2 separate regions of the Zea mays genome follow, and region 2 is linked to region 1. A link is a contact called in public Hi-C data. All regions are on one chromosome and are shown on one strand. The core of a region is the stretch at or near the end of the contact, and the rest is flanking DNA. Distances in the headings are between cores, read along the strand shown. Region 1 holds the start of LOC100194227. Region 2 has its middle 12 kb from the start of LOC118473126.

Region 1 (2,700 bases), core at 92-2,591:
ACATGTTAGATTACAAACATTGGCAAAACTGCTAAGCTACTACTACTTTTAGAATTTTAATATGCATCATTTTATATTTGTTTATTTATATTTAAAAATAGTGAACCATATCCGTGTACCGGATATTTTTGGTAAAATGACATATCCATGTCCTCGTATCCATCTGATACTGATACATGTATATGTATCCATGTTGCATAGATATGAAGTAATAAGCTATTTGGCTTATATATAGGTAGGCTATTCACTACTCCATTCTAAATTGTAGGTCATTCTATCTTTTCTAGGTACATAGCTATTTCTATACTATGTATCTAAAAAGGCCAGAACAAGTTACACTTACGATTTGGAACTTGGGAGTAGTAGTGAATAGTTACTGTACTGTGATCTGACTCACATAATTTGTTTCCATCTTTTCGCAACAAACTTTGAGAACCAGCAGGAGATGGTGACTTAACACTCACTGGCATAGACCATGGGAAAAATTCTTGGTATGCCATCAGATTTTGTACTTATTCCTAATTGTGTGCCAGCAACTGAGCAAAAGGATACAAGTTTCGCCACTTCAGTGTTGAACTAAAAGTCAGAGCAAAATAATACAGTTTTTACTAGCAGCCTAGGATGTGCTAGCAGCACATAATCACCTGCCATTATTGATGATAATGACATTCCCCTAAAATCCACCGAGTCATCTCCATCAACCCTAGTGATTGTACAGATCTTTGGATGCAAGGGCGTTTGCAAAAAAAAATGATGATGATAACAAAGAACACAGGGTCAGGGGGGAACTCCGTCACAAGGAGTGATACCTCAGAATCGGCGCTTCGAATCCTGCAAGAGGAGAAAGAAGGCTTTTTACTTGTAACGTGCCATACCACAGGCGAACGATCTCGAGGGGAAGGAGAAACGAAGAAGTACCGAAGACGTCGGCAACGAGGACGACGGCGGCCTTGGAGTCCTCGGGGCCGGCGACGTAGGCCTTGAGCCCGCCGAAGCTGTCGACGACCTTGCCCTTCCCGCAGGCCGGGTTCAGGGCTGGCGGGTTATCGCAGCACTGAGAGCTCGCCATTCGTCCCCTCTCCCTTTCCCTCGGGTCGTGGTGGTGAGCTGAGGGCGGAGGCTAGAATAGATGCGAGGCTGCATGCAACGGAGAAAGCACAATGGAAATGCGGACCGAGAGCGGGGGAGTCAGAGGATGCCGTAGTCGTTTGGAACTTTCTAGCGAGGTAGAGTGATAGCGAGTGGCCGGCCGGTCGACGGCGAACAGAGGGGCACGGCGGGCCGGCACATGACAGATTTGGGTCGCGGCGGGCCAACATACAGGTGGCCGGTGTGGCCAGCCACACGAATCTACGCGCAGTGTCGTCCTGTCCTGTGTCCTGAGTCCTCAGCCGGTGGGGACGTCAGACTCATACGGCAACACCTCGTTTGTCTTCTACCATGGCCCATAGCACGTCACTGCTGATACAACAAATCAGTTGATCTACTTGTATTATATATAAAAAATCGGTTACTGCGGTAGCTTTTTTGCACCGTAACGCGTTTGAGGACACAGAAATTTCATTCAAATTATACAACTTTTTATAAAAAAAATATAGTTTAGTTGAAAACACACAATAAGTAGAATTTTTTTTCTAAAGAGAATGTTAGACTTGTTGCGGATGATTGCGGATTTGATTCTACCTTTATCTGTATCTCTATCTCTACTGTATCATCAGTTTTAACGGTCATTCCGCGTCATTTTTTTTATAAATAACGATCACATCTTGTCGGCGTTTTGACCTCGGGGGGTCCTGGACCGACGAGTAAATTGTCGCCGCGTGCCCCAGCCCAGATGGGTCGGCGCGAGACGGAGCGCGAAGGGGGAAAAAGCCGGAGGGAGATAGGCGTAAAAGGGGAAACCCTCGGCCTTCGTGTTTGTCCCGCGCCCAGGTCGGGTGCGCTTACAGTAGGGGGTTACAAGCGTCCGCGTGGGAGAGAGCGAGAGGCTTATGCGCGCCGTCCCGTCCGTCCCCGCGCAGCCAACCCTCTGTAAGAGGGTCCTGGACCTTCCTTTTATAGGCGTAAGAAGAGGGTCCAGGTGTACAATGGGAGATGTAGCAGTGTGCTAACGTGTCTAGCAGGGAGGAGCTAGTGCCCTGAGTACATGCCGTCGTGGCAGACGGAGAGGTTTTGGCACCCTGTTTGTGTGATGTCGTGGCAGTCGGAGGAGCGCTGGAGCCTAGCGGAAGGACAGCTGTCGGGGCTGTCGAGTCCTTGCTGACGTCTCCTTGCTTCCGTAAGGGGGCTGAGAGCTGTCGTCGTCATGGGGCATTCGGGGCGCTATCATTACTTGTTTACCGGGGCGAGCCAGATGGGACGCCGGTCTTGTTCCCTGTAGCCTGAGCTAGCTAGGGGGTAGGGTAATGATGGCCCCTCCTGTGACGTGGTCGGTCCGAGCCCTGGGTCGGGCGAGGCAGAGACCGTCGGCTGAGGCCAGGGCTGAGTCCGAGCCCTGGGGTCGGGCGAGGCGGAGTTCGTCGTCTTCCGGGGCTGAGTCCGAGTCCGAGCCCTGGGTCGGGCCAGGCGGAGTTCGTCGTCTTCCGGGGCCGAGCCCAAGTCCGAGCCCTAGGGTCGGGCGAGGCGGAGTTCGTCGTCTTCCGGGGCTGAGCCCGAGTCCGAGCCCTGGGGTCGGGCGAGGCGGAGTTCGTCGTCTTCCGG
Region 2 (2,700 bases), core at 191-2,690, 89 kb before region 1:
ATGTCCGGTGACACACCGGACAGTCCGGTGCGCCAGACCAGAGGTGCCTTCAGTTGACCTTTGCTCCTTTATTTGAACCCAATACTTGGTCTTTTTTATTGGCTAAGTGTGAACCTTTTGCACCTGTATAACTTATACACTAGAGCAAACTAGTTAGTCCAATATTTGTGTTGGGCAATTCAACCACCAAAATTATTTAGGAACTAGGTGTAAGCCTAATTCCCTTTCAGAACCTTTTATGAATTATGCTCTTTTTCATTCCAACTTTACTTGCAATTGCCCTAATAGTACTTCTTTCATTGAGAGGAATCTCAGCAAGGGGAGCAAAATCAGCTTGAATTTTTTTCTTACCACAATTCATAGGTTTTCTGGACTGCACATCAATTGTGGTTCCAGCTTGAATGCATGCCTTTGCCCTCTCCCAAATTCTCTCTACAGTCCTCATGCTACAATTGAATGTTTGAGAAACTAATCGAGTGGAAATTTTCCTCAATGTCCCATTGTTGCTGCTTTGTAGCAGGGCTTTGTATATGTCATCTCGTTCTTGCTTGGTGAGATTTTTTCTTTTATTCCTGCGAACTTTACATGATGAACAGAAAGTGAACATAGAAGAAATTTATGCATACTGAATGAATACTAATGCAAGAATGTACCTGGTGCTGTCTGTTGCATTTGGTTGAGAGATCCATCATGCTACTGTTGAACATTGTATTCACTGTGCTCAAATGGGTCGATACAGATGTTCAAATCAGGTAAAGCTTCATCATCATAACCCCAATGCATGTTAATTTCGAACTGATTTGGTAATCCTTTATCTACATGCAACAAAATTGGATTAGTAACAAAATATGATGAACTTACCATATGCATAAGTAGTAATTTCATCATATTCACCTTGTAATGCTCCTGCTACACTATCTTCTGTAGGCAAGTTGAGATCTGGAATCGGTAAGGAGTTGAGATCAAGAGACATTGTGTTGCTACTGCGCTGGTGAGTGTTTTGCTACTGCTACATAGTTGTATTTATAGGAACTTGTATCGATTTTAAAAATGCGCCAAAGAGGCCTGGAAAAATGGCGGCAAGTGAAATATTTACTGAAAAATTTCATTACATGAAAAATTGCAGGTTTTGTTGAGCGGCAGTATTTGGCGCCAAGGAAAAAGTTGCAGAAGATGAGCGGTGAAGGCTGGGACGTGTGCCTGGTGCAGGAAACGAGAAGCGGTGATATTAATTAATTGTAATTAAGTCTGGAATGTAATCAAGCTTTAAACTAGGGGCACATGCAACTTTTCCCTTGTATCTTATTCTGTCTGAGAAAAACTAAATCGCCACTTCTACGTGGACGGAGGGAGTATGCCCTAGTATATAATGCTCCCTGTCCGTGAGAACTGAGACCGTCATTGACTGACTTGTTGCTGTCGCTTGGTCGCGTAGCAGACTAGCAGAGCGACAGGGCGAGAAGCAGAGAAGGCAAGTAAGAGAAGCGATGCGGGAAATAGATGGATGTGGATGATGGGCGGGTCGTTGGACTTCTATGTTTAGTGTATGGGCCTTCAAAGTTTTATTTCAATAAGCCCAATATATAACTAAATACTAAATATATTACATATACGTATATACTCATGGGCCCTCCACGACAACTAGCAAGGTGCATTTTCTTTTTTATCTTATCTCGTTATTTGATTAAACATGTTTGCTTTAGACCAATTTTGAGATGGGTAACCGACCAAAAGGTTTTCCCAGGTATACTATGAATGAGGACAAAATGAGCAAAAAAAAAAGATTTGTGTTGTTCTATGAGAGGTGGTCTATGGTTCTAGAAGACTGTCAGGAATAACTACTGCTAGTCTATGAGTGACTACGATATATCAAAGCTGACCCTCATAGTTTCACGGACGTATGTGGGCTAGAGGTTCGTGCATATTGCACATGGTGTATTTGGATCTAGCGCGGTCACATGACATGACATATAGTGTTGCGACACTAGACACAGAGGCTAGTCAAGAAGAGAGGTTTCTAGCTTGGGTTGACCGATGAGGACGTCGATCTTCTAAAAAGAATGTATTGTGACATCCTGTCTAAAGTTTTAATAGGATTGGTAGAATAATCATTACTAATAAAGTGCACCTTCTTTTTCGGAAGCAAAAACCCTAGGTTAAAAGTGCTTAGCTCAGAGCAATTGTCTATGGTTCTAAAAGGCTGCTCGAAGTAACTTCGCTAGTCTGTGAGTGGCTGGAGTGTTACAAGAAGGAAACGTAAACAAAAAGAGAGAGAAAAAAGAAGTGCATTCTAGTTATTTAATTCTTTCGCTTCATTATGTGATGTTATTTTGCCAAATGGGGACATGAAAATGACTCAGCTTCACTAAGAAAGATTCTCATAAAGCTAGAATCTAAAAAAACAGATTTACTAGTGAAGTTGAGTTGTACAATATAGGGTCTTAATCTGTTGCCGAGCAACATAATGATTTCTAAATGATTTGTTCAACTCTGAATGGCAGCCCTACCACAGCAGACCCGATTCCAGGACAGTGGAATACGCATTACTTTTACTACTATACAAACCGTGACGCAAACGAGCGACACCGTTTGTCCACGTCACCGTTTTTATTCTCAGCCACCAGATCCTATACCAACGGCTATCAAACGCACTTCGCATACCGGATACAGGAATAGCCTATCCTTGACTAGCCATTTCCC

The links. Hi-C and Micro-C count contacts between places; a contact is called where the count stands out from the background.
Region 2: a contact with region 1 is called in a Hi-C map of leaf, with 7 times the contacts expected there. The contact joins the enhancer-like site here to the promoter of LOC100194227 in region 1. A contact is called at or near these places in 3 of 25 Hi-C or Micro-C datasets (all in leaf).

Annotation. Positions count from the first base shown.
Region 1 is chr8:110,479,885-110,482,584 of Zm-B73-REFERENCE-NAM-5.0, reverse strand. It overlaps LOC100194227, which reads right to left and starts at 1,341. Exons shown (of 6, transcript NR_183229.1): 1 at 919-1,341; 2 at 810-831.
Region 2 is chr8:110,568,796-110,571,495 of Zm-B73-REFERENCE-NAM-5.0, reverse strand. No RefSeq gene overlaps it. Among protein-coding and RNA genes, the nearest start is that of LOC118473126, 12 kb to the right of the region's middle. Within about 2 kb of position 1,440, at least 9 of the 20 cell types and tissues checked have an H3K27ac peak or open chromatin away from gene starts, as enhancers often do. A contact at or near this core is called in leaf, where this site is marked.